Linked DNA regions of Gossypium arboreum: region 2 is linked to region 1. The links are chromatin contacts, called in public Hi-C maps. All regions are on one chromosome and are shown on one strand. The core of a region is the stretch at or near the end of the contact, and the rest is flanking DNA. Distances in the headings are between cores, read along the strand shown. Region 1 overlaps LOC108457048 (protein CHROMATIN REMODELING 24). Region 2 has its middle 47 kb from the start of LOC108454722.

Region 1 (2,803 bases), core at 149-2,648:
TTTGACAGGGCTGTATATGCTTTCAAGCCAAAGGATATCATGATGAGCAGGAAAAGCTTGTCGCCTATCGAAGTAGCTAAATTAACTGAGAGTGAAATTAAACAAAGAATTAACCGTCTGTCCCAAATATATGCTAATAAGGTACGGTTTTGAATCAAATTTCTTTCTTGACAGTGTTGTGCATGGCAAATCTTGTGTGCATTTCTTTCTTGAAATGGTTAAATAATGGTAAACTAAATTACGTAACCGAAGTTTTTTGTATGGCTGAGTTATCTTCCCTCAAGATCAGGCTGGTGGCTGCATTTTACTTTATTTAATTTTTAACCTTATTTTCTCTGGTTGGGCTTGTTTGTAAAATTATATTCTGATCCTACTATTGAAAGAAAGGATATGGATTTCAAAATTAGTATAAAATGTATGATAAAGCCAGTCTAAATATGCATGATTGTCTTTTTATACTCTTTCAACTATAGGGTATATATTGAATCTTAATTCAATTTTTTCCTCACAATTTATACAACAAACTGTATTCAAATTCACTCTTTGAAATTCAATTTTCCAAATATAGCATGTTTTCTTGCATTTCATTCATCTTGTTTGTGTAGTCTTGCCTGTGTTCGACTATTAAGTGTATGCAAGCAATGAAATTATATGGTTCTTTTCATTAGCCTACAGTTTCATTTTGTAGAAGTATCATGGAGGCTCTTGTATTAAGAGCCAGATTATATTTTGCCTCTTTTACACAAAATATAGTTAAATTAATTATTGTTCGTTAGATTTAAGAGCAAATATTTTTACTATTAAAAATTGGTCATTGTATGTTAGCATAAGTTGTAATTGTTTGATTATTTTGTTAGCGACATTTGTTTTTAACAGTAGAAATGGATGAAATTGTTAACAAAAAGGACCATTTTGCTCTTTGATTTAACATATAGAAACTAATTTGCCTATTTTTGAGTAAAAAGGGCAAAATGTAATAAGACTCCTAGTATGGGGGTCTCCATGGTACTCTTGTTGTTTCATACTCAATTTTTGAAGATACCACCTTGGGTACACCAGGAAATCTGTTTTTGCATAACTCTTCTAAATCTTGTGTTATAATCTTCTGAATTTGTTGTGCCAGATTACGATTTCGAGGTTGCCTGATAAGGGAGCCAAGATAGAAAAGCAGATTGCTGAACTGAATGCAGAGCTCCAAAAGATGAAGACAGCAGAGGTAACTCAAAAAGAAACTGAAGTAGGTGTAGATGATATAACTGGACAACTCCAGAAAGTGTTAAATGTATAGATAAGGTCTTTGGTTATATCTGTATTTTGCTCACCTGAATCTAGGCTTGTCCCACCTGACACAATAGAAAACTACCTAGCAATTGGACTCGAATTTTCGAACAAGTGTTTGATGGTCCCTCTAGATTTTGTGGTGGAAATGCATAATTTTGTGGGTGGTAACTGTTCTAAACACAGCTCTTTTGTACACAAGAAATCTAGGATTTCAAAATTACATGTTGATATGTCTTATTTTAATTTTGCTTTTACTCAATGAGAGATTGAAATTGAGGATTTGAGTTTGAGTACTAAGGATTGTGTTTTAGCATGCGTATGGTTAGTTGTTTTATTGTGTTATCATGTACAGATTTTAATTTGGTTGGTTAATTTTAGTTCAATTTTTAATTTATTTTTGTTTCATTATGATTTGATTTGATTTTATAATTGTTGGAGCATGTATTTATATTTCTTAACTATAAATAAAAATTGTTTTTACTTAATGCTATTATGTATCACTTTGGCTCCATTTTGGTTACAATATTGCATAAATTGTTTTACCTCCTCTATTTATGCTTGTTTTGTAATGCTACCCAATTATTTATTCTTCCAAATTATATTCAATTAATTTGAATTTAGATTTGGCCATTAAAATCAATAATTTAAACTTGCCTAACCTAAATTTAAAATTGACCAAACTTGATCTTGAATTTTGAAGTAATTTGAAGTGATTTGAATTTAAGTATAATTTTAAAAACAATTAATTAAAATAATACTTGTAACTTAAATTATTAATTTATTTAAATATAATGATAAATTTATAAGTAAATTATACTAACAGTTATTTAACTTTATAGTGGTAGAAAAATAGTCATTTAAGTTTTAATTTAATTATTCAACTTTTAAAAATAATAAATTAATCTTTTAATTATTCTTCGACTTAACGAAAAGGGACGTGGTATTTAATGGTGGGTCTAGTTGTCATTTAAACAATCCCATTTAAAGCCTTGGGCAATAGAAAGAGAAGAATAAGAGAAGAAATGGTGAAGAAGAGGAGAAAATTGAAGTAGCTTTGTACCAGCGATTCTCAAAAGTCAAAATTTTGGAACTTAAAGACGATAACTACTTCCACGATACCGATGCCTCCATGGTCAACGCCCTCCGTTGCATCAAGATCACCGAGGTTCCCACCATAACCATCGGTCTCGTCGAAATCGAAGCTAAATCTTCTGTCCTCAACGACAAGTTTATCGTCCATCGACTCGATCTAATCTCTCTCACTAGCCAATGCACCATGTCTGGTCTATATTAACCTTCTTCTTGGAAAAAGATTAATTGCATTCATGGGTTGTTTTTGCTTGAAGAAAGTTAGAAACAAATCTGGGTATAAAGATCCATTTTCTTTGTAGCATTTTCTTTGACTTGAAATGTTAGAAATCTGGGTATAAAGTTAGAAATTTTTATTTTTTCTATTTAAATAGAAGAAATTCCAACATGCAGTTTTTAGAAACAACAGCAAGCAAAATCTTTTTACAGATAG
Region 2 (2,803 bases), core at 191-2,690, 98 kb after region 1:
AAGTTGCCTAAGGTCGCACGGTTTACCAAACTAAAGTTCTAACCTCGTGACACTAGTCAAACCCAAGTAAGAAATTATCCCAAAATGTAAAAAATAACAGCCCAAAATGTAAAAATTATTTGCTAGTTTAGGATGTTCGACTAGTATTTTGTTACTGTTTTAGTCTTGCTGTTCTGCTATTGTGTTGCTATTGTTTTGTTGATGTTGTACTACTATTCTAGTGTTGATTTGCTAGTGTTGATCTAATGTTGATTTGGTGCTACTATTTTAGTGTTAATTTGTTTATTTCTATTACTATTTTAGTGCTAATTAGATGCCACTTTATTTTATTTTATTTTATTGCTATTGTTGCTATTATTTTGTTATTTTGTTAATGTTACTTGTGACTTTATTTTAATGTATTCTCAATGCATTGGGAAACATTTATTTTAGTGATTTTTTGTGTATTTAATGATTTTTTAAAATTTTTTTCTACACAAAAAAATATTAAAAAACTAATATGAGCGAGACGAGTTAAACCCAAACTTTTAGATTTCTATTTGAGCCAGGCTTAGATGAAAATTAAGTCTATTTTTTGAGCCGAGCCTGAACAATGGAGATTAATATAAATACTAAGTATAGGCCCGACACGGTCCACGAACAAATCTAGATAGGATGAACGTCTTTTTTTAATGCAGGTAATTCTATATGCCATTCTAATTTAAATGATGCAAACCATGTTGTTACCCCTTAGTATATGTAAGACTATTCATGAGAAGGTTTATTTGGACTTTAGGAAGGATTTAAGAAAAATCTCTCTTGTCAAATGAGAGGAAGTATGCCAACATGTTAAAACTAGTGGTTTTAGGATTGAGGAGAATGCTAAAGCAAAACATCTCCTTCATCTACAAGTTTGGAGTGAGCCTTGTGACAAATACGGAATATTTTTGGGCTTAGGTTCTTGGGCAAAAAATACTGCGTGATTGATACTTGTCTTATATCGATTGATAGGGCTAACTGCTCTGTTTTTTGCTTGAATGCGTGTTTGGAGTGATATAAGGCAAAGTCTCGCTTGGTCACTAAGAGATGATACTAATGGGTAACGGCTTTGGGAAGTACTTCAACAATGGTTCACACCGAACTGGTGTACATGAAGGTGAGACAGCTGTCAAACTTTCAAGATGACTGTTGGCCCATTCCAGATACTTGGAAACTATTGATTCCACAAGGTATGCATAACAAAATTTTCACATCTTCCTTAATTGATATGCTCCTCTCTCTTTTGTGATTGTGTTACCAATGGTGCATTATATTTGGAATGTTCTATTGGAACATTTGGAAAAAATAACAGAAATGAATGGGTCTTTGGAGCTGAACATGCGAGCATGGAATCGATCTTAGCACACTCTTGCTTGGACTAGACATATTTGTTTGAATAGAGTAAAGGCTGCACCAGTATGGAGATCAGCAACCAGGCAGAGACACTCGCCAGCTGAGGATCTTCAAGGAACCCCCTGCAGCTATTGTTGTAGTAGCCTGTGAATTGCAATTTGTCCCAAATGATTTATACTGTAATGTTTTTGATTCATTAAGACGTTAGATGCTTGCCTCTTCACCATTAAAAAAAAACATGTATATAATGACACCATCCAGTCGTTCCCATAGAAAATTTGATCAAAAAAGAGCATGGCAACACACTAGTATAGAACTTAGCAACAAAATAGCTGAAGACTCAAACAAAATAGACAATTTTTGTAAAATGGAACAAATAAATATCAAAATCTTCCTGAGCAAAACAAAATAGACTTCGACCTTCGACAAGGATATGTACATATATATTCATATCCACATCTATTTGTGGATATGTATGCATGCATACACGTATGCAGGCATGTATACACATATGTTTTCACAAACAGTTATGCATTAACGTAATCTGAATGATCGTTAAAATGGAGCCATGGGTGATTTTTTCCACCATGATCAGCTGGTAACAAATCACTAGCAGCCATGTATTTATATCAATTTAATAATAATACATTTCAGGGGTCGAAGCATTCAAACACTCTATAAACATGAGAAATCCAAACCATGCGATCATATGTATGCTGCCACAAATAAAAACTTACTGTCATTTTGGAACTAAAAGGACTATAATCTAAAGAGTTCTAACCAAAGGATTGTGATATTCCCTGGGAAAATTGGAGTAAGCATATGTCCCATGAAGCAAACACTTCGACTAAAAACTAACATATCTGGCAGAGGAAGTTGGCTGGAATGGCTAGCTTTGATACAAGATGGCTGAAGTTAAGGTTATTTCAAGTTTCTGGATATGACCTGCAAATTGAAGTCCATTTATTCAATTAAAAATGGGAAAATTAAAGGAAATCTTTCATTAAAAAGCATGCTGAAAGGGGTAATACACCCTGTATGGTAGGAAAAGGAGAGAAATGAATAAGACATAATTTGTTGAGAAACATCAGATAAGAGGAAGTAAAATTTGAAGGGAAATGGAACATAAAAAAAAAAAGCTTAAGGATGAGTTAAATAACCTCTGATATTAACAGCTTAGCATGTTCTTCCCACTCAGCAGCCCATCTTGCTGAAGAACCTGTTTCCAATGCACCGTTCTTGAGAGATTTCAGAGCATCACATTCATTTGGAAATCCCCTGAAGAGCATCTGCCAATGTTGATATGTAAAATAGAAAACCAAGGAATATCAGAAACCACCATTGTAACAGTCTCAGGAAATGTAAGTCACAAAATAACAATGAACTATTTAATTAATTATTCTGGTCCATGTTTATAATAAGGTTCAACAGC

The links. Hi-C and Micro-C count contacts between places; a contact is called where the count stands out from the background.
Region 2: a Hi-C map of leaf shows a contact between it and region 1, with 2.0 times the contacts expected there. The contact joins two enhancer-like sites. A contact is called at or near these places in 2 of 5 Hi-C or Micro-C datasets (both in leaf).

The regions. Positions count from the first base shown.
Region 1 is chr9:668,838-671,640 of ASM2569848v2, forward strand. It overlaps LOC108457048 (protein CHROMATIN REMODELING 24), which reads left to right. Exons shown (of 23, transcript XM_053018945.1): 21 at 9-141; 22 at 1,124-1,216. Among protein-coding and RNA genes, the nearest start is that of LOC108457048, 14 kb to the left of the region's middle. Within about 2 kb of position 1,399, at least 2 of the 2 cell types and tissues checked have an H3K27ac peak or open chromatin away from gene starts, as enhancers often do. A contact at or near this core is called in leaf, where this site is marked.
Region 2 is chr9:766,746-769,548 of ASM2569848v2, forward strand. It overlaps the pseudogene LOC108454174. Among protein-coding and RNA genes, the nearest start is that of LOC108454722, 47 kb to the left of the region's middle. Within about 2 kb of position 1,441, at least 2 of the 2 cell types and tissues checked have an H3K27ac peak or open chromatin away from gene starts, as enhancers often do. A contact at or near this core is called in leaf, where this site is marked.